2 separate regions of the Hordeum vulgare genome follow, and region 2 is linked to region 1. The links are chromatin contacts, called in public Hi-C maps. All regions are on one chromosome and are shown on one strand. The core of a region is the stretch at or near the end of the contact, and the rest is flanking DNA. Distances in the headings are between cores, read along the strand shown. Region 1 has its middle 96 kb from the start of LOC123427599. Region 2 holds the start of LOC123430709.

Evidence for each region. Hi-C and Micro-C count contacts between places; a contact is called where the count stands out from the background.
Region 2: a Hi-C map of leaf shows a contact between it and region 1, with 6 times the contacts expected there. The contact joins the promoter of LOC123430709 here to the enhancer-like site in region 1. A contact is called at or near these places in 3 of 6 Hi-C or Micro-C datasets (leaf and seedling).

Annotation. Positions count from the first base shown.
Region 1 is chr2H:599,296,489-599,301,886 of MorexV3_pseudomolecules_assembly, forward strand. No RefSeq gene overlaps it. Among protein-coding and RNA genes, the nearest start is that of LOC123427599, 96 kb to the right of the region's middle. Within about 2 kb of position 2,208, at least 3 of the 3 cell types and tissues checked have open chromatin away from gene starts, as enhancers often do. A contact at or near this core is called in leaf and seedling, where this site is marked.
Region 2 is chr2H:599,504,280-599,509,605 of MorexV3_pseudomolecules_assembly, forward strand. LOC123430709 reads left to right here and starts at 1,730. Exons shown (of 4, transcript XM_045114555.1): 1 at 1,730-2,024; 2 at 2,374-2,491; 3 at 2,605-2,757; 4 at 3,470-3,848. The coding sequence starts at 2,017. The coding sequence ends at 3,631.

The DNA of each region.
Region 1 (5,398 bases), core at 958-3,457:
CAAATGTTTACTGTTCCAAAATTTGTGCAATTTTTTTAAAAAATTAAAAATTAACTCATAATTTAGAAAATGTTTACGGTTTCAAAATTTGTTCATAATTAAAAAAATGTTTACAGTTTCAAAATTAGTTCCAAATTCAAATAATGTACACAATTTTGCTCATGAATTTAAATTTTGTTCACAATTCGAAAAATGTTCATGGTTTCAAAATTTCTCCATGATTCAAAAAACTTTCACAATTTATAATTTAGTTTATATTTTGATAAAAATATGGTTTCATTTTTTTTCAAATTTCAAAAAATGTTCAAAAATTTATAATTTTGTTCAATAATTTTAATATTTTAGGTGTTTCAAAATTTATTTGAAATTCAAAAAATGTTCGCGGTTTCAAAATTAGGTCACAAGTGATATAAAAGGAGATATCCCATGGTGTATGCTCTTTGCGGACGATGTGGTGTTAGTTGATGATAGTCGAACGGGAGTCAACAGGAAGTTAGAGTTATGAAGGCAGACCTTGAAATTGAAAGGTTTTAGACTTAGTAGAACTAAAACCGAGTACATGAGGTGCACTTTCAGTACTACAATGCACGAGGAGGAGGAGGATGTAAGCCTTGATGGTGAGGTGGTGCCTCAGAAGGATACCTTCCGATATTTGGGGTCAATGTTGCAGAAGAATGAGGATATCGATGAAGATGTGAACCATCGAATTAAAGCCGGATGGCTGAAGTGGCGTCAAGCTTGTGGCATTCTTTGTGACATGAGGGTGCCACAAAAGCTAAAAGACACGTTCTATAGGACAGTGGTTTGACCTGCAATATTGTATGGCGCTGAGTGTTGGCCGACTAAAAGGCGACATGTGCAACAGTTAGGTGTGGCGGAGAAGCGCATGTTGAGATGGATGTGTGGCCACACAAGGAAGGACTGAATCCGGAATGATGATATACGAGATGGAGTTCGGGTAGCGCCAATTGAAGAGAAGCTTGTCCAACATCGTGTGAGATGGTTTGGACATATTCAGCGCAGGCCTTCAAAAGCCCCAGTGCATAGCAGACGGCTAAAGCATGCAGATAATGTCAAAAGAGGCCGGATAGACCGAACATGATATGAAAAGAGTCCATAAAGAGAGATCTGAAGGATTGGGGCATCACCGAAGAACTAGCTATGGACAGGGATGCGTGGAAGCCTGCTATCCATGTGCGAGAACTATGAGTTGGTCGCAAGATTTTATGAGTTTCAGCTCTAGCCTACCCCAACTTGTTTGGGACTAAAGGCTTTGTTGTTGTTGTTGTTGTTGTTATTCGCGGTTTTAAAATTTGTTCACAATTCTAAAAATGTTTTTTTTCCAAAAAAGTTTGCAATTTACAAATTTTGTTCATCTTAACAAAAAATGTTCCTATTTTCAAATTATGTTCCTAAATTACGAATATTTGTTCCAAAAAAGTCCGATAATTCAAAAAAATAAAATCAGATTCTGAAAATTTGTTCAGAAATTCAAAAAATGTTCACATGTTTAAATTTTGTTCATAAATTAAAAAATACATGGGAATTTTTAAATATGTTCATATTTCGTAATTTTGTACAAAAAATATAAATGTTCTATAATTTCAAAAATTGTTCCTGCTTTTGTAAATTTGTTCAAAAATCGAAAACTTATTTTCAGTTTCGAAATTTGCTCACATATTTACAAAATGGTCATGTTTCAATTTTGTTCCCAAATTCAAAAAAAATCACATGTTTAATTTTTCTTTACAAATTCTAAAGTATTTTGGATTTTTCATATATGCTCCTATTTTCTAAATTTGTTCACATATTTTGAAAATGCTACATTTTTCAAATTTATCCACAAATTTAGAATTTCCATATTTTCGAAATTAGTATGCAAATTAAAAAAAATCTAATTTTGTAAAAATAGTTTAATTTCGAAAATGTTCATATTTTCAATTTGTTATTTTTCGCGGCTGCCTTTTGTTCTTTAATACTCGTACTGCAATTTTTGCAGAGTAGGTCGCCTGTTATAGTGGCTAGCGTATCACACGCATCTATTTCAGGTCGAGGGTATGATCCCTAGATATTGCATCCTTAATTTTTGCAATTTTTCATTCCGCCAAGGGCAGCGAACGGCACGGCCCCAACGACTCGCCTCCTGTGCTAAGCTGCGCCTCTTTACCCCAGCTAGGGCCGAATAGGAGGTCCCATCCCGGACGTGGCATCGCGTGCAACAATCCTATGAATGGGCCAAGCCCAGCGCGGACACAAGGCACCACACCCATAAAAGGGAGGCAGAACGCGAGAGTAGTTGTAGCGATCCACATGTATGTCTTCTTGCTTCTATGAAAAGTACATCCTCCTATTCATATTACTTATTGTTGGTTTTGTACAAAGTCATACTTATTTTGTAGTAAACCAGGGACCATACCATAGATTGCCGGGAATACTGATTGTTCTATTTTTATTTGTTCTTTCTTTATTTGTTCTTTTTATCCTTAAATCTTCTAGAAATATGTGGAGCATTTCAGAGAAACGTTCCTATTGTTTGAAAAAGTGTTTTTAAAAAAAGTTTGTGACATGTAAATTTGTATACAGAAAACAAAACAATAGCATTAAAAAATGTTTGTCACATTTAAAACATGTTCTCATGTTTAAGAATATGTTCACAACATTTACTAAAAATGTCTATGAAATTTGAAAAACTGTAAAAAAATGTTTGTGCCATTCAGAAAAAAATTCAAGTGTTTAGAAATATGTTCATGAAAGTTTTAGAAACATTGTTCATTCAATGTAGAAAAACATCTGCATAATCCTGGAGAAATATTTCATTCTAGATTGACTATAATAACATCTTATATTATAGGAAAGAGAGAGTATCATTTAAAAAAATGTTCATAAAATTTAAAAATTGTAAAAATATGTTCATGAAATTTATTAAAAATATTCAATTTGTGTGTGGAAAATGTTTGATGTGTATTTTAAAAACATAATCAATGTGCATTTGACAAATGGTGAACATCTATTCAAATGAAATGTTCAACATTTATTTGGAAACTTTTCAATGTGTATCCATAAAATGTTCAACGTCTATTTTAAAATTTTAGCATGTATTTTAAAAGTAAGATAAAAAAACTAAAACTAATATGGGAAAAAGAAAAACAAAGCTGGAAAGTACGAAAGGAAATCGACAACAACTAACTGATACAAAGACATAAATAGAGAAGAAGAAAAGATCAACCGAAACCTTCCTAAAACTGGCGAAAGGTTCCCATTACTGCTCCTATGCTGCTTCCAAAAAGGAGAAGAAGATAGGTTAGCAGACCGACTCGCTAGCGGGAGCACCAAAGGTGAGAGGAACAAATTTCTCGCAATAAGAGAGACATAACCCTCGTCTATCCTCTTCCCCCACTAAAGGTTTTTGACCCAAACAACATCCTTTGGCCTATACATCCACAAAGAATAGTGGAGCCCCTATCAAAAGGGTTCTACTGTCAATATGTTCATTGTCTACATGCCCAAATAGCGGCTACTTACTAGTGCATGATATTCCTCACATCGTACATACTTTCTAGGGAGCATATTCATACAACGAGTACAAGGCATGTTTGGTTGGTTACCTGAGCATCGTGCCTAAGAAAAATAAATTCCTTTGTACTCATTGCATGACGAGGCAACCCTGAGGTGAACTTCAAATGTGGGAAAATAAAAAATAATATGATGCAATGATTGCTAATGAACTGCTGAAGTAAGTTGATGAACCACTAAACAATGTTGCATGTGAATTCCTTTGTAGACCCAAGATTTGATCGTATGGTTCCGGTTAATTGCGCGCGAGTGTGATCCGATATGGGTGCCTAAAACAGTGCTCGTGGTGGCATCAAAACAAGGATCGGACTAGTCCATCTTACTCGTGGATAGGTGATTTCCTCTCACGTCAGCAACCGATTAGGACCCGAGTCCGCTCCTAGACACAGAATTGTGCCATATTGGGTATTACCCGGGGAGCATCTCGAAGAGCATACCCAAACTTTACCTTAATACCTAAAAACTGAAATTATGGATTTTTTTGAGAAACCAACTTATATCGCATATCCTACTCTATAAGATGACCCAAAATTATGGATAGACACCCATATTTTTCTACCATAGACCCATATATAGGCCCTAAGTAGCACCAGACCCATATGGATGGTGGGAACAATAACCGATCGCGCGGGAACCTCCCTAGCCATGTCGGCGTGACCGCGGCTTGCCACCAGGACGCCATGGAAAGAACCACAGTCGTCGTGGTCACGTTTGGGCTGAAGCACAAGTTTGCTACCACCTAGGGCTTGCGTCGGCACGAACCATCACTGCAGTTGCCAGGAAAGCGCTATAGGACCCGCCAAGACATCCTGGTGGGAGAAGAAGCTTGCCAGGAAGTAGGTGCTACGGGTTCCCGCGCTAGTCATGGCTCGCGTGGCAAAGAAGCATGTGACTACAAGCATGTCCGTTAGGGTGTCAGTTTTGTCAAATTGCTTTTCTTTATCGTCTGCCTAGCTACTGCTGATGGCAAACCATATGTACCGACATCAAAATCTTTGTCGTATGTGCAGTGAAAAGGTGATGGAAAATTATCCCATTACCGATTTATAGTTTGCCGACAACCTTTGTTGTCTGCCTGCTGACGGCAAAATATTTCTTCAATATTCCCGCCTTTGCCGTGTGTACTTACCTCAAGGCAAACTGCTTGATTCCTGAAGTGAGGAGGATGAAAGTGCAATCATGCCCTCATATTTTTATATTGGTGAGAATGTATTATTAGAGATTCTTTTGCTATGTTAATCTACACTTTTATTCTTCGTGGATACATCGTGTTATGGATCATATATCTCCCATAATGTGAATGACTCAAGACACGTACGGCAATGAGAGAAGCGTAGTTTTCTATTTTGTTCTTGAGTTATATGGACCCCGCACTAGTAAATGAGAATCAAAGAGGTTGCAAGGATGAGCTCAAGTCATAATAATCACATGGTTATCCCTCCTACAGTCCAATGCCAAAAAGCCACCCAATAATGACATGTCAAAAATACATCAGAAGTGTTGTTGTTAGGTGGTCGGATTGTTCGGAATCATTTCAGTCAGATTGTCCAGCTAGGCGAGGGTGATACCGAGGAGCCAAAAGTTCGAGACGGACTATCCGGCTAGAGGTTAGGTTGATATAAGAGTATCTTCAACAGGCGTTTAAAAAGACCCCGTGCGTTAAAAAATGATGTTTTTGTGCGCCGGAGATAAAAAAACAATCCTCCAACAGAGGCTGTAAAATAGGACCACACAAAAAGCGCTAGCTCCTGCGCTGTAAATATTGAGAGTGCTAGCTTTCGGGCTACATATTTGGGATGTCAAATTATGCGCGCTCGCTGTTGCA
Region 2 (5,326 bases), core at 480-2,979, 210 kb after region 1:
GCACGATGACGAGCTTGGTGTGGCCACGGGCTCAATGGTGCAAGAGTTAGCGAGGCTAGAGGATCCCCCGTCGCCCCTGAGGCTGACCAGGCGAGGCAGCCATGTAGCCATGCTCACCCCTACCTACTCCCTAACGATCGACGCGTTAGCCGCTGAGACGCACGACCGATGGGCCCTCTGGCGAACAAGACCTGAGAGCCAGCAAGCCCCACGGCCAGCCGGAGAGGCTGGCAGTCAGGTCCCGCCTCCTACTTTCTCCCACCACTGTACATCTCAGGCTACACTATAAAACCTCATCTCACCCCCCAGAGAGGGGGGCACGCTAGAAGCAACTAGCGAACCCTTAGACCCTAGAAACACACACACCACCGAGGCAGTGGGGCCTGTAGCAAGAGCTTTGTCTCCCTCCTCGCGGACAACTCCAGAAGCACCATTTGTACTGCGATCTCATATAGTCGCATAGGTAGGACTAGGGGTTTACCTCATCGGAGGGCCCTGAACCTGGGTAGATCAGTGTCATGTATCTTGCGCCTACACCTGTTCCCAGACGTCGCCGACGCCCGTCGGGCCCAAACCACGATCTAAGCCACCCCGTGACATCTGCCGCGGAAATACCACAACATCCTTAACACGCCCGTTTGCGAACGAACGCTTAAGCATCAAATAGGATCCGCCCGAGCAAAACCAAGTTTTTTTAATATTTTTTAGAATAAGGGCAAAGTCCAAAATTACTAATTGAGGAGTATTCCTTTCAAGGATCACTCACACCACCTCACGTTGCGACAAGTGACGCACTGCATGTGTGACACTTGTCGTAACCTGAAAGTTTTTTCCTTTTATCATAGATCTGTATTTTCAAAAAGTTTATCTCTTAAACCGTGCATTTCAATCTCAAACCATTTTTCACCATTGAGTTTCTCGCGTCGAGATCTTCAAAACTAGATCCCATGTTGATAGGTTTTGACAAACTTTTTTTTCACGAAAATAACCGGACGAAAAAATCGTGCCTCTCCCGATAGGAAAAAAACTAAATAAATAGCATGTTTTTTCCGTTTCCGAGATGCACGGTCGTGCCTCTCACAAAGGCAAAACCGTGCCTCTAACAGAAGCAAAATCGTGCCTTAAAAAACAGCAGGGAACCTATTTTTTCGTTTTTAAGAAGCACGACTGTGCCTCGCGCGAAAGCAGAGATGTGCCTCTCGCGAAAGAAAAACCATACCTCTCGTGAAAAAGTGCGTTTTATCGTTTCCGAGAGGCACGGTCATGCCTCTCGCGGAAGCAAACCATGCGTGTGAGGAAAGGAAAACCATGTCTCTCACAATAAAAAAACAAAAATGCGTTTTTTTTTGTTTTTGAAAGGCACGCTCGCGAAAGCAAAATTATGCCTCTCATAGTAAAATAAAATAGAAACACATTTTTGCATGCGTAATTTTTTATTTTTTTATCAAAAGCTAAGAAAGACCGATGAAAAATCAAAACATCAAAAAAGTCAGAAAAACAATTCGAATGGTCGAAAATGCATGCGAAAAAAATAAAATAAAAAACAAAATCCGGTGCAAACTTTTAGAGTGTGACATATGGCGGCGGATGAGAACATGTCAAGTAGTGGCACATGGAAGTAATCGTTGAGAGGCTTAAGAAGGAGTGTTCGCTAGCTCACGGCAAGGTAACCGCTAGAGCCTTCTCTTTGGGCCGGGTACATTTAAGTCATGGGCTGGGGCCTGCCGGGCGGCCCAGATGGCCAGGTAATTGCTAACCTAGTCCAGCCCTCTTTCGTTCGCACAACCCGGCGCCACCCTTCAGCTCCGGCTCGCAATACACTGCCGCCGCCGCCGCCGCCGCCGCCGCTCCCGCTCCCGCATCTCCAATCCTCGCTCGGTGCATAATCAGGTCGCCGCTCCCCCTGATTACACAGAACGAGACACTCGTCGGTCGAATTCGCGCCGCCCCGGTCCAGTCCAGCCCAAATACTGCGTCGATCTATCTACTTTGCTCCCGTGCACGGCAGCGGCAACGATGAAGATGTCCGTACTCATTTGTTGTTTATGTTTTGTGTGCCATGACTATATTGTAGCTGTACACTACCCTCTCTATTGTGCAATTCCTTGCAAAACTTAGTTTAGTGAATAATGGTCCCTGGGCGAAGATCCTATCGGCAAGGAGTTAGTTGGTTTGATTGGGAAATTATGCAGATAAACTGTTGAGGCTGACATGTTGTCCTAACCTAATTTTGTTTTGCGTTAGTGTTGAGTCACAGTTATGTCTCAAACTTTATAGCTAGATGCTGAATATTAAAAGCTGAATCTTCATTGCCTATCAGCTGTCTTTCTAATCTGAAGTTCTGAATATCCAAAGCTCTTTACTGTTCTGCAGAGAGAAAGCAAATGCAGGACATCTCACCAACTTCGAAGTTCTCGACTTCTTACGGACTAGAGGTGCAAAAATTGATCCCATGGGATGTTTGGGGGCTGTTGCTGCATCAGAGTGTAAGGTAGTCATTTGTTTCTCTGATGCTTGACCCAATGTGTATTCTCGGTAACCTGTTGACCCGTGTCCCTTTTTTATGCTTAAAATTGATCTCATGTTTATTGGTGCGACAAACAGGTATATGAGTACCTCCTAAAAACTCCTGCTTGCAACCAGACAAGGGAATCAGTTACTGAATTTGCAAACAGATGTGAGGGCTTCAAGCTTACTGACGCTGACAAGCAAAACATTATCAATTGGAGGCCAGCCTCAGCAGCTGATGTTTATGCGGTATTGCCATGTTTATTTTGCTGATCTTAAGATGCCTGGTAGCATGCTATCTGCGGTAGCTGATACAAACCAAGACATGTAGATATAATATAGTGATACCCTGGACCATTTGTGACATCTTGAAATAGAAGTGTCTTTTGTTTTTGTGTTTAGTTTTCTTATCCCTCATCACGATGAGAGGTTAAACTCAACACTGAACGTTGCCCGGCTTTATTGGCCAGCTTTGATTGATTTTCTGAAATAGTGATGCAAATATATTTTGATAGCGATGATGCATCTTTCAGAAATGTGTGCTTACATATGTACTTTATTTATCAATAAGAGATTTAAGTTATCCTTACTATGGATGTTTATTACTTATGTATGGATTCTGGCATCTGTAGGTCATTTTTTACCTTTCCTTGATGAATTAAACTAGTATAGAATATAGATGAGCTGTGTTCTCTGGGGTATGGGTGCGCTCCTACTTTCACATGTATAGATGTGCATGCAAAACCGTATGCCCCTCATTGATCCCTCTATAGTGAAACACTATGCTATCACAGAACGAAATTGATTTTTTTGTCCAGAGACTTTGAGAGAATCGTTGGGTCTTGTAGTCATCTGCTCGCAAACAAGTACCACCGCAATCTGTTTTGTTGGCTCACCTCCATCATCTTGAGGTTTTAGGTTAAGACCTTGTTAATCTGATTTGGTCCGTTCTCTGTTGCAGATGGTAGAGGAGTGTGGGAAAAGATTTTGCAAGGATGAGCGAGGAATGCCGCAGGATGAAGAGGACCGTGCCAATGAGCTTGTGGCTCTTGTAGACGAGGTTTTCCCAGCACCACCTGCTAACCCAGAGGATGAAGTAGATGTGGATATGAAGGACGTCTGAAAGGGTTTGATTCTGGGTGAAGAATACAGATTGTCGGATTGGCCTGTAATTTATCTGCATGCATGTTCTGGCATAACAGCTCTCTGTGGATTGTGGCATAAGGCCATCTTGTTTGAGACATCACAGTTTGACCTATGAGCTTCAATGGCAGTTGAGACTCTTTTCGTCCTTGTTGTAAATGAAAATGAATTGAAGAACTCTGGCATTTTCATTGCTATGTGACGCCGTCAACTCGATCCCTGAATTTATTGCACTAACTCCGTTTAAATTCCACTCCCTTGCTGAAGGAACAAATCAAGCAGCTCAACAGCGTGTCAGTGTCTGTCAAGCTACTAATGAGCACAGTAGCGCGCTGCCTCACAGAGAAGATCGGCAAAGGGAGGTCTGGATGTAGGGTCTGTTTGGGACTGCTCTGCTTTAGAAAAAATCTGTTCCATTCTATAAGATGCAAGCCAAACAGGGTAGCTCCATGGTATATCGCTTCGCAAAAAACTAGAATCTGGGATGTAACTTCTTTCTTGTTTTTTATGAAGCTCTTTAGCAGGTGGTTCATAAAATTGTAGAAGCCAGAGTTAAAAGAAAATTACCCATCATTGCCACCAGTAAATGGATATCCCTTCATTTCTCCCATTCAATCCAATCAAATATTACATCCATCTCAAAATTCTTATCTTTGATTTTCTAGATACGGATGTACCTGATACTAAGACGTGATTATATACATTCATATACTCCCTCCGTTTCAAAATATAAGACCTTTTAGAGATTCCACTAAAAGACTAAATACGGAGCAAAATGAGGAGCAAAATGAGTGAATATATACTCTAAAATATGTCTATGTACATCCGTATATAGTTTATAGTGCAATCTCTAAAAGATCTTAGATTTAGGAACAGAGGGAGTATAAACAAATCTAAGTCCAAAATTTTTGGACGGAGGAAGTAGATCATTTTCATCAAATTTTTCATTTCTGAAGCTAGAGCTACATGAAAGCCAAACATTCTCTTTGAAAAAGTTACAACTCCTTTATGAAACTGTTTCAAAGTGAATTCAGTGGAGCAGAGTTGATTTTGATGAAACACAGAAGTCCCAAAAAGGCCCGTAATCTACGATGGACCAACGACAACGAGCCAGGCCGCACAAACCCCACCGCGAAGCATAAGCAGCAGCAGCCCTGCCTATCCACGAGCACCCCTATTTCTCGCCTTCAGCAAGAGGGGAGGGAAAAGGGGGACATGATGGGCCGGCCCACCAGCACGGGAGGCCACATCCTCCTTTTTCATTTTTTTACATTTTTTGCATTTTTTTTTGCTTTTGTTTATACCTTCAAATATATTCCAAATGTATTATATGTATATATTGTAAACAAAACACTATATTTTAACATCATAAAAATGTTAAATCATTATTTCAAAAATGTTGACCAAGTATTTGAAAACTGCTGAAGAAATATATAAAAAAATGTTGATCATGTATAAAAAAATGTTGATCATGTATACAAAATGTTAATCAAGTTTGGAAGACAAATATTAAACAAAGTATATAAGAAACGTTGAAAAAATATATGAACATTTTGTACAGGTATTTTAAAAATGTTGAACAAATATTTGAAAAAATATTAATCATGTATATAAAAATGTTGAACAAGTATTTGAAAAATTATTGATCATGTATATATAAAATGTTGAACAATTA